2 separate regions of the Callithrix jacchus genome follow, and region 1 is linked to region 2. The links are chromatin contacts, called in public Hi-C maps. All regions are on one chromosome and are shown on one strand. The core of a region is the stretch at or near the end of the contact, and the rest is flanking DNA. Distances in the headings are between cores, read along the strand shown. Region 1 overlaps SYNPO2 (synaptopodin 2). Region 2 overlaps SYNPO2 (synaptopodin 2).

The links. A called contact is a pair of places that touch in the nucleus more often than the background predicts.
Region 1: a contact with region 2 is called in a Hi-C map of skeletal muscle, with 4 times the contacts expected there. The contact joins two enhancer-like sites. A contact is called at or near these places in 2 of 3 Hi-C or Micro-C datasets (both in skeletal muscle).

The regions. Positions count from the first base shown.
Region 1 is chr3:78,564,380-78,567,781 of calJac240_pri, forward strand. The region is part of intron 1 of SYNPO2 (synaptopodin 2); the gene reads right to left. Among named protein-coding and RNA genes, the nearest start is that of SYNPO2, 100 kb to the right of the region's middle. Within about 2 kb of position 1,607, at least 1 of the 16 cell types and tissues checked has an H3K27ac peak or open chromatin away from gene starts, as enhancers often do. A contact at or near this core is called in skeletal muscle, where this site is marked.
Region 2 is chr3:78,522,882-78,526,246 of calJac240_pri, forward strand. It overlaps SYNPO2 (synaptopodin 2), which reads right to left. Exons shown (of 5, transcript XM_002745445.6): 4 at 647-2,829. Among named protein-coding and RNA genes, the nearest start is that of MYOZ2, 94 kb to the left of the region's middle. Within about 2 kb of position 1,965, at least 2 of the 16 cell types and tissues checked have an H3K27ac peak or open chromatin away from gene starts, as enhancers often do. A contact at or near this core is called in skeletal muscle, where this site is marked.

The DNA.
Region 1 (3,402 bases), core at 357-2,856, 41 kb after region 2:
CCCAGCACTTTGGGAGGCCAAGGCAGCAGATCACAAGGTCAGGAGTTTGAGACCAGCCTGGCCAGCATGGTGAAACCCTATCTCTACTAAAAATTATCTGGGTATGGTGGTGCACACCTGCAGTCCCAACTACCTGGGAGGCTGAGGCAGGAGAATTGCTTGAACCTGGCACCTGGCAGGCAGAGGTTGCAGTGAGCCGAGATTGCGTCACTGCACCCCAGCCTGGGTGAGAGAGACTCCATCAAAAAAAAAAAAAAAAAAATCCAAGTCATACAGCCAATAATAGATTATAAAACCTGTATGCAAAGCCAGCTCCCTTTCCCTCTTGCATGAAACCCCTTTTCATTAAATCTCACTGCCATATGGTACTGTGTTTGAGGTCTTAATGTATCTGTTTATAGGTATGTCTCACTTTATAGGCAGAAGCCATGTATATTCATCTTTGTATTCTGAAAGATTTAACATATGAATTAGAGAATACATGAATGTGTGAAGCGCATTAGCCTACTGACAGACAGGGGTCTTTGCAGCCTCAGGGCTTACTCTCAGGGACTCTTGGTGTTGTCTCCTTGGAAAGCTTCTGTCTGTGTCCCTGCCTGAACACAAGTTAGGCCCCCGCTACCAAGTCCCTAACTTAACGCATCCACTTATTTCTTCTGTCTCTGCCACAGGGTTTCCAGATGCTGTGTACATTTGGCTTATGTCTGCTTCATGGGCTATTTCTGTCATAATGAATCAATGATACACCACAGAAGCGTGACTATATGACACATTCCTTTATTACTCAGAACACAAATTGTTTTTTTATTTGCAGCTGAAGTCACTGCTAGCAGTGACTGTCAGTCAATAAAACGAGTCCGTGACTCTGGCAGATTCTTTTGGGAAATCAAAAATAGCATGCTCTCTGTCTTCAGATGCTCTCAGGCTTGCTAGGGAGATATAATCACACATGAAACCATTAGAGAATGGTGCAAACAAGTTCAGAATCACATGCCCATTTGAGTCACAGTTTGAGGCTCTGACTCTCACTCAGCCTTAAGCTTGTCAAAGCCTTAGCTATTCCCAGTTACACTCCAGAAACATCTTCACATGCTGTTCACTCCCCCAGATGACAATCATCTCCTCTCAAGCTATGGGTACAATATCCACAGGCATAATCATGAGCCAGGGCCTGACACTTTCAAATGTATTCAGGTTCTTCTGGCAAGGGGACCAGGCTAAAGCAGCTGACTGCAGCCTGAACCAAGCTCGGATGCTTTCCCAAGTCAACTCCCCTGTGTTTAAACATTGAAGTCTGCAGTTAAGCTTCCTGGTTCTGGACCTTTAAATTCAATTTCCAAAGCCTAGCTCTGGCCTAATTCAACGACTCTTGTTTTTTGTGTGATCACCTTGTTCTTTTTTGTTGTTTTAATTGAAAAAGGGAACTGTGAGACCTGCTGCTGCTCACTATAAGTACCAGTTGGGTGCTCTTCCAAAGAAGTTTTCATCAAAGTTGAACCTTCTGTCAAGACGTGGAGACCCTTAAGACTGAAGAGATTCCATGGCTTTGTGGTGAGGGCAGGTGCATGTTTCCTAGGGAGGCTCCTCAGCCACCATCCTTCACGGAGATGCCTGCATTGTGCCTGGGCAGAGCCAAGCGTGAGGCTCCTGCAGCCCTCATGACTGTGTTAATGGAGCAAAAGCACACTGGACATCTGGGCCTGAAAGTCTTCATCATAATATCAGCTGAATTTCTCCCAAAATGAAAGCTGCAGCCATTTATTAACAAAATTAAAAGTCCACATTTTCACAGATTTTTTTTCAGAATAACTCATAGGTAGAGAAACTCCATGGGGCTTTTCTAAAGGAAATATTGGATGCACTTTCTGACACTCCAGTTGGAAGCAAAACAGAATCCAAATGTGCCGTCCTGTAGTTGAAAGCAAGCCCTATTTTTAGAGTTAGGTTTTGCTCAACCTGCTATATAAGGTTGTGCTGGGAACCTCTGCTTTTAGGGAGGTTTCCTGCTCTTCCCTGGAGTGGGACTGTTTCATTTCACATTTATTTGCTTCACCATTAACACCTTCTTCTCATCCCCAGGCAAAAAAAAAAAGCTGCTAAATTCTTGGTTTTCATAAAAACATGAGAGTAGACAATATTAAAACCTAAAATCAAAACCAAAATTGAGCAAATACAATATGCCGGTGTGCATTCACATAAATTAATGTTAGAGATACTGGCAAATAAATATAGCGTAAGCAATATTTGCTCTAGCTGTTCAAATAAACAGGACTAGAATAACTTTTCTGCTCATGGAATCAGGTGTGAAAATTGAGGCAATACATGTGCATACCAGCAAAAACCATGTTGTTATATTTGAGTTTGAGCTCAAATGCTGCCATCTAATAGCTCTGAGGGTTTGGGAAAAATAATGATAACGTTAATATTTATTGAGGATTGTTACCTGCCAGACTCTGAACTAAGTACTTCACATGTTACAGAATATTTCTGAGTCCCTTTCCTTTTCTGTAAGGTTATGATAATTATACACATCTTATATGTTCTGAAGAATATAGGAAAGGTATAAAAGACAGACATAGAGTAGGTGATTATAAATTTTAAAAACAAAAACAGAACACAGTAATAACACTACTAATATACTTAAATAGCAATACAATTCTCATTCTACTTTCAGATGTATCAGTACTAAGTGAAGAAAAGACTCTAGAAGCAGATCTAGAAGCAGTGATTCGGGCCCGCACGAGGCTTTTCTTTTTTAAATGGGCTGCAGTGCAGTGGTGTGATATCTGCTCACTGTAGCCTCAACCTCAAGGGCTCAAGTGATCATCCTAAATAGCCTCCCAAATATCTGGGACCACAGGCAGTCACCACCACACCCAGTGAATTTTCTTCTATGTAGAGATGAGGTCTCACTGTGTTGCTCAGGCTGATCCCAAACTCCTAGACTCAAGCAATCCTCCTGCCTCAGCCTTCAAAGGCGCTGGGATTAGAGGCATAAGCCACCATGACTGGCCCATATTAGGCATTTTAGTAAGTGAAGAAAGTAAAATTAAAAATAACTAATGCAATTTTATCTGCATCAAAGTGAAATTCTAAAGAATGAAAAGTATATTATCCAATTTCTCCTTCATGTTCCTTACATGGGATATTCTATGTTACGAGATAAAATAAATTTCATTGTAGTCTTAGAGGAAAGTTATTAGACTATAGTTCTTTTATTCTACCTTTATTAACTTGTTTTGTAAACTTGAGGAATCACTTAACATTTTCCATTTAGGTGTCCAAAAATAACTCATTAGACGTTTTATTTGTTTGCAGTTTCGCCTAGAACAGTGATAAGTATAATAAGATTTAAAGAAGACTTTGACTCAGCATAATTCAGCAAAACTGTGTTGGTTTATT
Region 2 (3,365 bases), core at 715-3,214:
CTAATACATTGTAAGTGCTCAGTAATTACTAAGACCCTCTTTCTTACCCACTTCTTACTAAACTATATACATTCCAACAATCCTCCAAGTACCTCCTCTGTGATACCAAACAGGTGGCTGAGATTGACAGACCAGAGCTGCTCCCTGTCCTCAATAGATTTCTTATTCCTTTAATACTAATAATAGAGAAAGGCACTACCTAAAAAATTTCAGTCAATATAGGTTATATCTTCACTACATTTGAATCTTTCACCATAGGAGCACAGCTGCTGTGTTACACAAAGGCTAATTCCTAATGTTTAATAACACTGATCACTGTCTTTCTTGTGGCCATTACATAAATTCTAAGTATCCTGCTTACTTAATAAAAAGGTACATGTCTATTTTGAAGTGCTCCTGGATTTTTTTAAGTGTGCAAAGAAGATAAATATATTTTAGGTCAATCTGAGTTGGATTTTTCACTCATTAAAAACATTTTACTCCTTGGACCCAGATTGGGAGATGACATATCTGAAATTAAGTAAGTTGAGGACTTTGCTAGGCATTCTCAGGGACTCAAGTAACACTGCAAACAATTCATTTCAGGCAAAGTGGACACTCAACTTCAGCTACAAGATTACTCTTCCACAACAGATGGTTTCCACACCTGAATTGTGACACCACTTTTCTTGGCTGAGAACTTTGGCCTTGGTGCCACAAAATAAGATGAAGAGGCTGATTCCTGCTTTGGCGAGGTGGGAATGGCCACAGGCACTGGGGATGCGCTGACTGGTGAGGAGGCCTCTACAAAGAAGGATGGGGGAGAGGTATAGGCTGGTACCGAGTACACTGACGAGGCCTGCACATTCATAGGTGAGGCAGCATTCACTGGCCGAGGAGGAAGAGCTTGCTTCATGGCCAGGGCTGAATTGACCTTGACTGATGACTTTTGAGGGAGGCCATCCTTTGCATCTGGAGGTTGGAAAGTAAACAAGGATGCATTGAGCTGATACGGTTGGTGCTTCATGACATCTAGTGCATTGAGCGGTTTCTTCCCCTTTTTCTTGCCGACTTTGGAAGCTTGTGCGGCTGATGGCTGAGACTTGAGAGCAGCTAGTGGGTAGGAGGGGGAGTGGATAGGATTATAAGCCACAGGAGGAGGTGCTCTGACATTGGAGGAGTACTTCCAACTGGCTGGGAGAGATGGAGTGGGGGACTGAGCTCGAGCAGCGTGGGCCTGCACCGTGTCTGAATCGACCACATATTTCTCCATTCTGGACTGCCTTTTAGCAAAGAGCTGAGCTCCTCTCCCACTCATTCCTGGAAGCTCATTGGATGGTCCCACTGCACCAGGCTGAGCAGCATTGACTGTTGGTGTGGGAACTGTTGGTTTGGGTGTGTAATTCTGACTGGCTACTGCTGCTTGTGGTCCTTTGAAGGGACCAGCCAGGTTTAAAGCGCTTGCAGGCCGGGCAGGAGGGTAAGAAGGCTGGGCTATTTTGATGGAGGAGACAATAGTGCCCTTTGATGGGCCAGATGTGGGGAAGGCCAGAGGTTGGGTGGGAGCCACTCCTGGAGACCAGACTGGGGAAACTGGAGTTACTGGTTGGGAGGATGAGGACTTGACTGCAGGTTTTGGAGCAACAGGAGGTGGGGTCTTTTGTTTGGCAGAGGTGCTTTGCATGAAATTGCAAGCCTCTGCTCCCAAGCTGAGGTAGTCTTCTTCCGGTCCGGAATCACCTCCAGCTCCAGTGCCCCGTTTGCCTTCTGAATTTTGAAGGAGTGACAAGAGTTCAGGATTTGGGCTTACTTTGGGCTCTTTAAAAGTAAACATGGGTTTTGTCGTGCTTCTCCTTTTGGCTTCCTGCAATATTCCTGTTCTTTTTGCTGGCACTGAGATCCTCTCATCTCTGGAAGCTATTCGCTCAGATGAATCGTAAAAGGCTGGCTGGGACCATGGGGCAGGCTGAGGCCATGGAGGGGGCTGTGCTGGGCCAGCAATCGGACTTGATACCCCTCTGGAGAAGGCATCAGGGGGAGGAGTGACTGCAGAGTAAGGTGGAGGTGCAGGAAAGTCAGCAATGGGACTCGTCATGTTTCGGGTTGGCGAGAAGGGGGTGGCTGGCTGGTTCACAGACCCTGGGAAGGGTTTGGCTGTTCTATTCATGGGAACCATCCTCTGGATGTTTGCTGTCTCAGATGCCCCACTGAAGCCATTCTGTTGGGGCACATGGCCAAGACCATGACTCACCTCGATGTAGCTTTTGCTCACAGAGCTCTGCGTTCTCACCGACTCTTCCTCCTTTCTTTGGTAAGAAGTCATGGTTCTCAGGCCATCTGTCTGGGCAGCATCTTGTTCTCTGCTTGGCATTCCACCTGCCTTGTCCTCTTCTTTTTGGGCTGTGATCTGATCCATTCTCTCCCTCCTCTTGGCAAACATGAGGGCTCCCTTGCCTGTGGTGTCTGGTAACATCTCCATCTTGTCCCCTCTGTTCAGTTTCTTTTCAATGTCCACCAGTCCAGAATCCCAGTCAAAGTTCACAACTTGTGTGCTGTCGTCAATGTCAGACAGTAACTCTTCATCCACCTCTGACTCACTTGCACCAAGAAATGCTACTTCACTTGTATCCTCCTTGTCACCGTCTTCCTCCTCGTCTGCCTCTCGCTCAAGCTCGCCAGTACCGTAGCTAACTAGGGTGTATTTCCTGGCCCTCCGACGTCGCTTCTTAAACATCAACACCCCCTTGGAGTTGGGGTTGGGAGCATCTGTTAGAAGAAGGGCAATGCTTTTGCATTTAGATTTTGCTTCCTTCACTTGTTTTTCCGACAGGCTTTCACTCCTCCTGAGCCCTAGGGAAAGTAAAAAAAAAATTATATTGAGCTGATGAGTTCAGGGAAGATACCATAGCAGCTCAGAAATGAACTCTCCTGGGGGAAAATAAATATGTAAAAACTTACAATTGGGTACTGAATTTTGAAGGAATCCAGCTCATTTCTCTTTCTTATTTCTCTTAACTTTTTTTCTTCTACAATAATATATATACTCTCTATATAACACTCAACAATGCCATATTCTATTTGTTTATATAAAAACATTTTGTATATGCTGATTAGAATATATGTTTCATACACTTGTTTCTCTAGAGATGTTTCCACTTTAATAATAAAAACTGGCTATTACATGCCAATTAATAGGATAAAATTAGAATTAAGAAGAACATAATCTAAAAACATAATATTTTCTGAAAAACAAGATAAGACCTACCTCATACTTCTATATTTTAAAATGAAATGTCAGCATAAAACTGTTTCCAGGTATCTTAAAAAGGGACGAGTGTCCCAAGAAGATGTTTTAAACTTTTCTAAGTGTTTTAATGTAATGGATT